2 separate regions of the Sus scrofa genome follow, and region 2 is linked to region 1. The links are chromatin contacts, called in public HiChIP or PLAC-seq maps. All regions are on one chromosome and are shown on one strand. The core of a region is the stretch at or near the end of the contact, and the rest is flanking DNA. Distances in the headings are between cores, read along the strand shown. Region 1 holds the start of ZRANB1 (ubiquitin thioesterase ZRANB1). Region 2 overlaps ZRANB1 (ubiquitin thioesterase ZRANB1).

Region 1 (3,811 bases), core at 999-3,498:
ATCAAGTACCTTTTCAGCTTTAACATATTCATTTTTGGATCTGCTCTTCCTCTCAATTACAAGATGCTTCTCATTTGAATCTACTTAGCACATTCTACCTCATATTATAATCATGGTTATTTTTGCCTTGCCCTCTTTCCTATGCTGTAGTTTTCCCAAACACGGAATGTGTCTTACGCATTTTCGTGTGCTTGTTCTTCCTTGGCACATGGTACTTAGCTAAATTGAGCGAGGAGTTAATAAGCTTACCCAAACAATATCCCTTTCCTTTAACAAAAAGAACTACAACCCCAGTTAAGCAGAACACCCAATCCTGTGGTTCTTGCTAACTTGTAGGTGAGATTCAGGAAGGCTCTTAAAATATTTTCAAAGTGACATGTTGGTGGAATCATTTGTTCTTACACAATAACGTGATGTAATTTTATGTACCATTGTGTTAGTTATATGTTTGAGAATGTGTATTAAGTTTTGTAGGCAAAAGACTATTGCATTTCAATTTATTGATGCATCCTTGAGCAAATAATGTTTCTCTGGAAAGGTGGTGGTTATCGAAAATCTATCATAGAAATGGCTACGAGGATAAAACATATCAATAATTACAAAACAAACTGTTGGGGAAAGGAAGCTATATAGATTATTACTCTTCAGCCATAGTGAAGTAGCTCACACATCCTTTGCCATACACATGCAAAGAGAGACTACGAATACCAGGTACAGTGATGCTAGATAGTCTCCACCCAAGTTATAAAAATCCAATTAAACTCTGAAAAATACATTCTTTCTATTGAGGTGTTCAATAGAACTGCTAAATGCCCTTTGACAGCGCTGTAGTTCTTCAACAGATAACTTTTAAAGAGGTTTACAACTTTTAAAGAGCTGCTGTGTTTTGTGTCATTCAAACTCTCGAAATAAAATCTGAACTGTGAAAAGTGCAGGGTGAAATTTCACTGGGAAAAAACGGTTTTCCAGCCAGAAAAATATGACATACTCATGGGGTCTTAGCAAATAGCAAAATGACTTAGACTATCTGGCTATGGTTACATTAAAAAAGAAATACACAAAATACATCACCATATAACATATTCTCTTTATAAATCCTTTTATTTTTTTGGCCTCCCTGGGAATGTACAAGTTCCCAGGCCAGGGATGGAACCGGTGCCACAGCAGTAACAAGGAGGGGTCTCTAACCTGCTGTGCTACCAGGTAACTCCTTAACATAGTCTCTTTAGAACTTGGGCTCTGCTAATTCTCCTGGCTGTATTTTTTCCACGGCTATAACATATCCTCTTTCTTACTCTTGGACTTCACAGAGAAGGCAACCACTAGAAAATCAGTTTACCCAAAACTAGAGTTAGGTAGGAGGTAGTGGTGGTAGTGGAGACTGCACAAAAAGCAGCCTCCATGGCTTAAAAGTTTTTTTTCTTTAATTGAGATATAATTGGCATATAACTTCATGCTTTTTCATGATGTATATGGGTACATATATAATACATACATTATAAATATACACATACACACACATAAATGGATAGCCGTCTCGAAAGCAGGAATAAAAAACAGACGTAAAATATACATAAAGATTAAACTTTCAAAACCTAAATCTTTATCCTCCCTGGTATCAAGACTTTGAAACTCCCTAAGGCAAAGTGAGGCCGAATCGGGCACTAAGGAGTCCGCTCGGGGAGCCTTCGCGGTGGACTTAGAAGGGTGGTGAATCAGTCGCAGGGAAGAGTCACGCGGAGCAGTGCAGCTGCCACGACGCCCTCCGCGCCGCCCAGTCTGCGTCCCCAAACCCTGCGCACGCCGCGCTGGCCCGCCGCCTCCCGGCGCCCTCCGCCCGCCGCCGAGGTCCCGCAGCCCCAGCGGGCCTGCCGCCGCACAGAGGGCGGGGCTCCTCACAATCGGGCCGGGCGCCGGGGTGACGTCACCTTTCCGCGGCCCGCCTTCTGCGCCCGGAAAGAGGCGGCTGCCCATTGGCTGCGCCGCTCGCGGCCTCGGGGCCAATGACAGGGCGGCGAGCGGCGGGGTCCGGCCTTGACGTTGTGCAGCTTGCCGTGGGGTTTATTTGGCTCCGGGGTCCCGCACCGCCGCCATTAGGAGCCCGCAGCGTCCGAGGCCGCCCCCCTCTCTCCCCCCTCCCCCGGCGCCCCCCCCGTCTCCGCGCCTGCTCTCCGCCCCTCTGCCCCTGCCTCCCGCAGCCGGGAGCCGCGCGCGGGCCCGCGGAGACCATGTCCTGACTGAGGGGAGAGGGCGGAGGCGGCAGCAGCGGGGCGGGCGGCGGCGCGGAGGGAGGCGGAGAGGGGCCGGGCTCGGCTCGTTGCCCCGGGCTGCTCCGGGAGTCGCCGCGGCCGTCGCGGCCGCCGGGCGCCGAGCGTCGGACAGGGAGGAGGAGCAGGAGCTGGAGGAGGAGCCGCCGCCGCCGCCGCCAGGTAACCGGGCCCCGGGAGGGCGTCCCGCCGCAGGCCCCTCGCGGCCCCGCCGCGGCCTGCCTGGCCCCTCGCTCCCTGACGGCGCCCAGGCCGCCGGTCTCCCGGGCGGCCCGCCCGCGCCCCCCGAGGCGGCTTCGCAGGCTGGGAGAGGGGAGGGGGCCCGGCCCGGCCCCGCTGTGCTTCCATCTTGGGCTTTCCAGGTGCGGGGACAGGCCCGGGGCTGTGGGAGGGTGGGTCCGCCGGCTTGTTTACCGACCATCGATCAGCCGCGCTGGCTGGACGCGCCGCCGGCCCGGCCACCTCTCTTCCGCCAGATTCCCCCTCCCCCCAACTTCTTTTCCTGCCACCTACGGGCAGATGAGTGGGATTTTGCTCCCATTCTGCAATAGGCCCGAAATACTTGGGTCCGTCGCCACAAGTTGGTGCAGGTTCCCAAACTTGGATTTCGGTCCCTTGGTGGCTTCCTCTCCGCCTCCCGCGGTGGCCTCCACTGGTCGCCTTTTCTGTCTAAGGAAATAAAGGTGGGGGCGACGGGGGTGGGCTGGGGAGGCGGAGCTGGAACTGGTGGAAAGACTGTCTGCCCCTCTCCTCGCAGTTACGCTTGTACAGTGCGACTGGGTGCTATTTTCTCCACTGTGGCTTGGTGTGGGTCATTTCACAGACAAAAGGACTGAAATGCATACTTGCATTAAGCACCAGGGACCTGTTTAGGTTCAGCCTGGAAGTTTGAGCCGGCCCATTATCTTTGAGATACGCTGGTGTTTTGAAACTCTCTCGTTGAGAATTTAGTCTTTCAGTTATTTGATTGCCTTTTCCGTAACTCTGTAGACCCTCAGGTTAAACGCCGTCTCCTCTGCCCAGTATTTTGGTCTGTGTGCTCGCCGTATGATATTTTGTTGTCAGTACATTTAATGTACAAAAATACTCTTTGGGGAACACAGTTGAAGAGAAATCTTTAGCTCTGGGAAACGTTACATAATGAGTGGCTTTTCTCTCTGAGGTCTCTCTTTAGTTGATTTCTTTATCACTTGTGCGACCTCAAGGGTACCCATGTTTTCATCAAACATGGATGACTCAGTGTTCAGAACATAAGCCAGGGGAAACCATAAGGAATTTTGATCTTGGCTTGTGCCAAGGGCCTTAGCAAAGTAATCTAAACTATGTTTGTGAAAAATTAAGCCGGATCGCTCCTCCTGGTTATTAGTCTTATGAATTAAATGAGGTAATTGTGAAGACATGTAGAAACCTGCTGGTCCCTTGACTTTGGATCGTATAACGAGATACGCCGTATCCTCCTTCTACTAAAATTTTATTAAAAATTTTTATAGGGCTGTTAGGGGGACTAAGAGGACAGCAAGGGCACATTTTAATCTTTGGGGAGG
Region 2 (3,417 bases), core at 764-3,263, 54 kb after region 1:
AGTTGGAGCTATAGCTGAAGCCTACGCCCCAGCCACAGCAACGTGGGATCCGTGGGATCCGAGCTGCATCTGTGACCTACACCACAGCTCATAGCAACGCCAGATCTTTAACCCACTGAGCGAGGCAAGGGATGAAGGGATGAACCTGCATCCTCATGGATACTAGTCGGGCCCATTACTGCTGAGCCATGACAGGAATTCCCGAAAGTTCTTTATGGATTTGGAAAAAATTGATACTTATTTTGTATCTTTACCCCCAGCTGGTTTTTAATGTTTTATCTTAGCCTGCTTCTGTTCAGAATCATCTAGTTCAAGTCTTTCTGTGTTAATAATTCCCGATGGGTGTAAAGAATACCTGGCTGTGGGAACTTCTGAAATCAGAATATTGCTCACATTTACATCTGTTAAAAGTGGTTTCAACTGCTTTAAGTTATTTCAAAGCTAACAAAACAACAGTATGGAAGGCCCAGCATTTTTGTTTTTTTGTTTGTTTGTCTTTGCTTTTTTTAGGGCCGCACCTGTGGCACATGGAAGTTCCCAGGTTAGGGGGTCACATTGGAGCTGCAGCTGCTGGCCTATGCCACAGCCACGGCAACACTGGATCCAAGTTGGGTCTTCGACCTATGTGACAGCTCATGCAACGTCAGGTCACTTACCCACTGAGTGAGGCCGGGAATCTAACCCGCACCCTCATGAATGAATGCTAGTCGGGTGCGTAATTCACTGAGCCACAGCAGGAACGCCTTGACTCAGCTTTACAGTGGCAGTGTAAAGGGCTGGAGAAGCAGTCCAACACAGATGGGAAGCACATCCCTGTCTAAAGACCAGAGCAGGAGTTTAGTGTCTTTTGTGAAATCTAATTATTCGTACCAGATTGTTGATTTTTGATCCAGTTAATATATTCTGATAATTTCTCTAAACCTTACCAGAGTATGGAGCCAGCACTGACGTGATGGTAAGTGCCTAACTAGGCAGTTTTATTTCTGGAAGGAAATGAAAGGGAAAGGAATATGCCATAACTTTCCTTATATTCTTTAGGACATTTGAATGATGCCACAGAATCCAAGAAGCACAGAGAATCAAAGAACTTAGAGTGAATGCTACAGGTTTATGCTTTTTGAAGAAAAACAGAGTTAAACTTTTTTCTGTCTTTGATGCTTGTTTCAGGGGTTGTAGAAGGTGATTTAGCTGCTATAGAAGCATACAAATCATCAGGAGGGGACATTGCCCGCCAGCTCACTGCAGATGAAGTGCGCCTGCTGAACCGGCCTTCCGCTTTCGACGTTGGCTATACGCTGGTCCATCTGGCTATACGCTTTCAGAGGCAGGATATGCTAGCAATACTGCTCACAGAGGTGAGTGTGGCTCTCCATTAAACATTCTTGTCTGTGAGGGAAATGTGTTCTTTAGCTTTCGTTTTTGATGTTATAATGTGTCTCAGTTCTTAAATGTTTTTGATTTGGTCTTGTACTCTGCTTTTGAAGTGGGTTGTGTATTGGCAGGGAAAGCGTGTGGAGTTTGGTTGGTGGTGGTGTCTGGAGAACGGAGAGAGAAGGCAGCTGTGAACCAAGGGCTGCAAGGCTGGTCGAGGACTGTGAGCAGGTTCTGGAGGGACTGGTGTAAGTCCCCGGCCTCCTGAGAGCTCTCTGGGGACTAACAGTGCGAGGACAATAGAGCCCCAGTGTATTTACTGTTGACGGCTGTGTAATAAATCCCTTCAGAACTTAGCAGCTTAAGACAACAAACACTTGTTATCTCACACAGTTTCTGGGGGTAAGGAATCCACGAGCAGCTTAGCTGAATGATTTTGCCTCAGGGTCTCACGAGGTTACAAACTGCCAGGGTTGTCAAAAGGCTCAACTGGGGCTAGAGGATCTGGTTCCAAGCACACTCATGTGGTTGTTGGCAGGAGGCTTCAAATTCTTGTCACTTGGGCCCCTTGGTAGGGCTGCTTGTGATGTGGTAGTTGATTTCACCCCGAGCAAGTGGGCTGAGAAAGGAGAGCGTGAGAGGGTGAGTCAGGTGTCTTCTAGATGTAACTTAAGGTAGGAAGTGACGTGCCAGCATTTCTGCCATAGTCTGTGGTACACAGAGACCAGCTCTGGTACATGATGGGGGAGGTAGGAAGGAGGCGTGTTCTAGGGAAGGAATAAAATTGGCAGTGGTGTTTATTCTCAGTGGAACAGAGACTCCAGGGGCCAGGGCAGAAGGGCCAGTAGGAAGACTGCAAAGGGGAGAGTGTGAGCCGGACTGAGGGCTGTGCCTGAGAGAGGGTGCAGGGCCAAGTACTTTTGGGGCGAGAACAGGAGAACATTCTGTTTTGAGAATATGTGTCTGGGACTGGGGTTTTAATTGGATTTTAGATCATAGACCTTGTTTGTAGTTTGGTAGAAGCCATGGACTTCTTTGCAAAAATTTCTTTTTTTTTTTTTAATATTTGGTTTTCCATAATTTGAGTGTTGCTTTGATTAGGCTTGTGGAGTTACTGGTAATCCTGGCCAATAAAGTTGAGGCGAATTGAATTTTCACACAGGAGTTTGCAGAATAGGATGTCTGATGGTCATGCAGGGTTTTCAAAACACTGCTTACTTACCTTAATGGCACGTACAATTAAGCTGTCCACGGATGTTTAGGTAGACGACATTATCAGCCAAACTTATTCTTGGTGTGGCTTGTTGGAAGATCTGCTGCTCCAGGCCCCACTTGTGACTGGAAGTCTGCACTCGGGAAGGTCATCCAGGTTAGTGGCTGCATATGTAGCGACAGCACAGCTCAGAGCTAACTGGCTCCCTCAGGGCCACACCAGCCTGACTTTCTCTCTAGCAGATGCTCACTTTTGATTTCTGAGTTCTCTATATAGGTTTCTTGAGCTCCACAATAGGAATAGGAGTTAACTGCAAGATAATAGCTTTTCACTGTTTGTTCATCGTTTAAAAAGGATGGGAAAGTTCTGGCCAGTCCTTGGTGAGGGGCTGTGTGGTGGTGCCCGGAGTTCATTCCTCTCGAGCTGTACCACTTGGGAGGTTTGCTGCCTGCTCTGTGCTTGAAGAAGCCAGATGCTGTTTTAAAAATTCGGAGTTAAAACAAGTGGGGAGGGACTTGAGGTCATTGGGAACTAACTCTTTAAAAGGGTCACGCTTTTCTTTATTCTGTGTCTGGGTACTTGAAATATTCTTGACAGAGCAGGAGAAGAGTGTTTGTATTTTCCTTTCTCTGTGAGCTGGAATTCCATTAAGAATGTTTTTTTTTACAACATTGTAAATCAACTATACTTCAGTAAAACTTTAAAAAAATTTTTAAAGTTAAAAAAAGGATGTTTGTGTTGGGGGCATGATGTTATTCTTAAGTTGTTTTTTTTGTTTTGTTTTGTTTTGGTTTTTTTTTTTTTTGGTCATCCCTTCCCTTCCAATAATGAAT

What was found. HiChIP or PLAC-seq counts read pairs in DNA pulled down with a chosen protein or histone mark.
Region 2: an H3K27ac HiChIP or PLAC-seq map of skeletal muscle shows a contact between it and region 1. The contact joins the enhancer-like site here to the promoter of ZRANB1 in region 1. A contact is called at or near these places in 1 of 5 promoter capture datasets (liver), 8 of 47 Hi-C or Micro-C datasets (embryonic fibroblasts, heart right ventricle, liver and 2 more) and 2 of 2 datasets of contacts at active chromatin or transcription factors (alveolar macrophages and skeletal muscle).

What each region holds. Positions count from the first base shown.
Region 1 is chr14:134,251,679-134,255,489 of Sscrofa11.1, forward strand. It overlaps ZRANB1 (ubiquitin thioesterase ZRANB1), which reads left to right and starts at 2,249. Exons shown (of 10, transcript XM_013983854.2): 1 at 2,249-2,429.
Region 2 is chr14:134,306,323-134,309,739 of Sscrofa11.1, forward strand. It overlaps ZRANB1 (ubiquitin thioesterase ZRANB1), which reads left to right. Exons shown (of 10, transcript XM_013983854.2): 3 at 1,168-1,355. Among named protein-coding and RNA genes, the nearest start is that of ZRANB1, 54 kb to the left of the region's middle. Within about 2 kb of position 2,014, at least 10 of the 83 cell types and tissues checked have an H3K27ac peak or open chromatin away from gene starts, as enhancers often do. A contact at or near this core is called in skeletal muscle, where this site is marked.